Linked DNA regions of Cyprinus carpio: region 1 is linked to region 2. A link is a contact called in public Hi-C data. All regions are on one chromosome and are shown on one strand. The core of a region is the stretch at or near the end of the contact, and the rest is flanking DNA. Distances in the headings are between cores, read along the strand shown.

Region 1 (2,707 bases), core at 89-2,588, 68 kb before region 2:
CATCTGCCACTGAAAATGTTTACATGAGGGCTACTACAGAATACTTCTGTTTACTTGAGTTTGACACTTGGATTCATTGTGACTTTGGCTTTACAGAGCTGCCAAATTGTCCGTTAGAGCTAACAGATGTGTTGAATTTTTTGGCGCAGGAACATTTACTTGAAATTAAACCTGACCTAGATTTGACACTCTCTAAATACTGGTTAAATTGCGATTTAAAGCAGACAAGCAACACATTACATTCTCAAGGTCATTTGTTTGCATACACTTTAGGGTTGTTTATTCAAATAATATTTCATTCGTGCTCTATATTATGCCACAATTTCAAGACGTCCGCTCAGCATTGGACTTTCTCCAGAAAAGAGCATCATCGAGCACAAACATATTTTCAGTTCCACATCGAAATGCTGCATAACTACAAGTGGGCTAATTCTGAAAAGTGACCCATTTCCTCATGACCTCGGTGTCCGCCATTCCAGATCACATCCTTATTTATACAGAGAAGTGAAGTGGAAAGTGTTCCCCCATTGCTCTGCGTTTACAGTCATAGGATGTGGTTTGCTTGCAAGAGGGATGGTTTTCGCCGCCTCCTCAGGTTCTTGCTTGCAAATCGTTTTTTTGAGCGATGGGGTTTAGATCTATTTGTAGACAGTGCCGTCGTGTGACGTAACACCTACCTGCTCCCTTATTAACCGACTACAGCTTGTTTTTGAGTAACATTAAGCCTGCTGATGAACGCTCAGTTAGCTGGCTGAACTTCTGGAACATTAGTGTTGCCCGTCTTGCGTTCCCTTCATAAAATATGCAAACGCATGCAAATAGGAACATCATCAAAAGGCAGTGTGTCGAGGCCAATCAGATAACAGAGATACTGCGGCATCCAATCAAATCAGGTAGAACTGTGCCACCTGATCGATGCGTTTTATCTCACAGCATAGCCAAATTAAATCCCTGCAAAATGTGCAGAGTGCTTATCTATATTATCGAGTGGCTGAGTCAATACTGAGGAGGAACGCTACCTTCCAATGTATCACCCCTGCTATTCAGGACCACCTAGCCTGTAAAACTGAGCAGGGAACTCCAGGCATTTACAGTCTGCAACATTAGTTCAAGTAAAGAAACCACGGGTGGGGAAATTCCCTTGTAGACGTGACACAGAAAGAGCTTTTATTGAAACGGGTCACAGACCTCCATGAGATATATCGCCATCTGTGCCTCGTAAATCGCCTTTAGGAATGCAAATATCACGATAAGTTCTCTGCCTTGAACAACATTTTGGTACACTGGAGGATGCTTGGTGTGTAGTGTAATCATTGTATAATCAAAGTCGGCGTGGGTTGCGTAACAGTGGAGCACATGCACTTGGGGTGAGGGAGTTTGTACTATGTTATTCAAGGCTGAGGGGAAGTCTGAGAGGAAATGCTATTTAACCGGTTTGGGTGAAAGGTGTAACGGATGGCTATCAAGTTACGGACTGATAACAGGCCAGTTTATAGCCATAATGTAAAAGAAGGTCATGCAGAAAGGAGTCTGCAAATCAGAAACGGTGATGAAGTCATTTTCTTCCAGCTCCAGAATGATTAAATGCATTCAAGTGACAAATAAGAGTATCTTCAAAATAAAAATATAGTAATAATAATAATAATTATTATTATTTTTTGTTTTTACAAATATCATGAATTAATCCATAAATGTATCAACATTATCAAAAATATGAACTCCATTAATTATTAAATCTAAACATAATAATAATATTAATAATAATAATGTTAATTAACAACAAAAATCAAAAAAAAAAAAATTAATGACTCTACCAATGTCATGTGGTGTAACCAAGAAAAATATTTTGCACACATCTTAACTCACAAAAATGTTTAAACAAACAATAATACTAGAGTTAACATTAAGATCATTCTAAATACTTATATTCGTACGTTATCTCAAATAATTGACTCGGGTAGACTTCACATTCAGCATTCCTTTCCGTCTCGCGCACAGCCGCGTCCACACAGCTTTAAACGGTATACTCAACCGCAGATGAGCGCGGACGGATGAGCTCGACACGTGCACAGCGCGGCTGTCTGCAAGCCCTCTTGAAGACGAAAATAACGTAATGCCGACGGTGTGCAGACGGCCGAAATATACTCTGGCCTTTACGCGATCGGCAACCAACCATTTTTTGCCTTATTGCAACTCTCTGTTCTGGACTTGCACAAACGGCGTTGCAATGCAGTTATTTTCCAAAATGTAATTTATGTGAAAATATGAAGTCTGATAACGCCCGTTAACACAGGCCAGAGACGCTGAAGACGGATACACAAAGAAAAATACTGTAGGAGGCAGATCACTCACTGTTCATGATGCACAAACTATTGGAAGAAAATCCTCAATATTGATTTGGGGGTTTATATGAATGTGTTTCTGAGGGGAGCTGACTGTCTTTTGAAAAGTGTATGTGGTATAATTTCACAAAGCTTGTCAGAACATTCTGTTTTTGCTTCAAACTGGGTTATTATTAAATCAAATTATGTGTATGATTATTATTATATAACTAAATGATATGAAATTATATAAATTAAATGTAGCTTATATGAATTATATAATTAAAATTAAATAACTATAATTACAGATTTAGGTTAAATAAAGATGTCAGTCTTTATTTTTTCTTTTTAGGAAACAAATCAAAGAAAAAATAAATTAATTCTGC
Region 2 (2,717 bases), core at 147-2,646:
TTAGGATTCAGAGAACTTCAAAGAGATTTATATTTAGCCATGAAAATAGGAATTTAATACACGACAAGCCTTTTGAGATTGTTCTGCCCGGCTTTGAGCAGGAATGTGGGTCAAATGCTGTAAACATTTAGGTGTTTCAGAACATAAAATTAACATTGTATGCTTATTATCTCAGCATTAGTCTGCATTCAATATTCATGTTCAACACTTCTACTAGGAAAAACAAAACAAACAAAACATTTGCCTCCTAGCTGAGCATTCAGAGACTGCTTTATGTGTGAAAGATATATGCAGTGTTGCCTTAGAATTTGGTCAAACTGGGGTGTCTAAGACAGCGTAACTATCTGTCGTAACTCCCCCCACATGGATGTGTTGTTTATCCTCCACAATCAGGTTACGAGGAGGCTTTTTTCTTGAGAACTGAACAACTACTGGACTAATGGATGCCATATTTTATTCCCCGATACATCCACACATGTGCATTAGACAAAGGAACATGGATGATTAAAGGTCCTATCCCCACAAGAAAAAAACAACAACATTTTTTTTTTTTTTACCATTTTATCAATTAATAATCAATGAATTATCAATTAATCAAATTTAAATGTTATTATGCTACATTATTTTATTTTACACTTATTAATAAATAACATCTTAAAATGACAAATAAATAAGCACAACCCTGTTTATTCTGTTCACATATAAAAATACAGTTAGAGCACAAAATAGATGAAAAAACTGTTCAAATTGACAAATAAATAGACAATGAATTAATGTTTAGAGTGTTAATAAATAAACATTTAATTCATGTTTAGAATGTTACTTGAATGTAAAAATAAATAATACATCAATAACTGATTTTTTAGATTGCATTTTTCTTTTCATATCAGTTCATTATTTATTTACTCAATTAACTATACTTTAATACATTAATTATAATAATAAACTTGACATTAAACAAACCGTTTTAAATATGTCTATCTATTTGTCACTTTTGAACAGTGCTTCATTATTTAGATTTCTAACTTATTAAAAATGAATATTAAAATGATAATTGGTTACTTTATTTAATTTTTACGTGGTACTTAAAATGCAGTGCTTGTGAGATCTAAATCTGGAGATTGTAAAAATGACTTTAAATGGAATGTGACATTACTCCACACTTTACGTTTGATGTTTTGCATTGATTACAGCTGGTTCTCATTGTGTCTCCTTTGCACTTCTCAGCATTTTCATTTCAATAAGTTAAGTGACCCTAGAGAGGATAAGGAGAAGTTGAATGAAACGCAGTGTATTAATGCTCCATATGCATCTTCTTCTCTTTCTCCTGCAGAACATTCCTACTAACATCTAATGGATCTTCATTACTGTCTTTAGAAAGATTACACTGGTCTGCTACTGCCATTGTGAGATACATAAATTAACTGTAATGGAGAGAGACCTCTGGGGAGAGCGTTGTGGTTAGATGCTCTAAGCAGGTCAATTTTTCATTATTGCAAAAAGAGAGCTGGAGACGGGGTGGGATCTGTGTCTCATAAGGGGTCTGGAGACAAGCTGAGGAAACCTGACGTGAGTTTTCCAGTCATTGAGTCTCTGATGTCTCCCTAAATACAATATCAAACACTCAGAAACACACACACTCGGGCACACAGAGGAGTAAGTGCACTGTTTTTAATTAATATATTGCGGGTGATGGTGTAGGTCTGCTGGGGGAAGGTTGAGGAGTGCTAGACATCTGATCCTCTTTAACTTTAAAATGTCATCCAGACTTTCGGCAGATGTTTTTGAAGTAAATAAGGAAGAACAACAGTATAAAAAGAAACAAGGGAAAAGATCCTGATCATGTGGTTAAGTGCTAACTCACTCTAGCAGAGAGATGGCCTCATCAAGAGCTTCTCAGCCAGTTCTTCCAGTTGTTTTGACTTGATGTGAAATCAGGAAACCTCAATCTAATTAAGTCTTTCCTACAGCACAAAACTGCCTACTACCAATGGAACAAGATCTTTTGCCATCAGATTACCTTAGTGGTAGAGTAGCTACCAGGAGGAACCAACCAGGTTGTCCCAAACCTGTATAAGCTTAATACTTCTATTGAACACGAAACAAGATATTTTGAAGTACAGTTGCATGATAGCCATTGACATCCATTGTATGGAAAAATACTGTGTAAGTCAGTGGCTTCTGTCAGCTGTTTGTTCTGTACATTCTTCAAAATATGTTTATACTTTATCAATAGGTTATGTTTTTATGTTGTTTTTTAATGTCAAAATTGTTGTCAATTTTGACTTTTTTCATAGTTATGACTTCGTATGTCATTATTTTAAAGTTTATGTAACAACGATTTACCAGAGCATGGTTATTACTGTTTTTTTTTTGTGTTTTTTTTTTGTTTTGTTTTTCATGTCTGCTGTGATACAGAGAACTATTTTAAGCCAGTCCCCACAGGAAATGTGTCTTTATGCAAATAAGCAAATTATAGTAGGCTATATTTGGGGATTGAGCTGCAAAAGTCTGGTCAACTGAACTGCTTTGCCAGTGAGCTAATTAGCTAAAACATGCAGTGCATATGTGGGATTAATCAGCCATCCAAAACATAAACATTATAAATATATATATATATATATATATATATATATATATATATATATATATATATATATATATATATATATATATATATATATATATATATATATATATATATATAGCATAGGCTA

What was found. A called contact is a pair of places that touch in the nucleus more often than the background predicts.
Region 1: a contact with region 2 is called in a Hi-C map of red blood cells, with 4 times the contacts expected there. The contact joins two enhancer-like sites. A contact is called at or near these places in 2 of 8 Hi-C or Micro-C datasets (liver and red blood cells).

The regions. Positions count from the first base shown.
Region 1 is chrB11:19,291,087-19,293,793 of ASM1834038v1, reverse strand. The region is part of intron 18 of si:ch211-51h4.2; the gene reads left to right. The region is part of intron 2 of LOC109110205 (F-box-like/WD repeat-containing protein TBL1XR1); the gene reads right to left. Among protein-coding and RNA genes, the nearest start is that of LOC109110205, 48 kb to the right of the region's middle. Within about 2 kb of position 1,338, at least 3 of the 8 cell types and tissues checked have an H3K27ac peak or open chromatin away from gene starts, as enhancers often do.
Region 2 is chrB11:19,223,255-19,225,971 of ASM1834038v1, reverse strand. No RefSeq gene overlaps it. Among protein-coding and RNA genes, the nearest start is that of LOC109110205, 20 kb to the left of the region's middle. Within about 2 kb of position 1,396, at least 2 of the 8 cell types and tissues checked have an H3K27ac peak or open chromatin away from gene starts, as enhancers often do.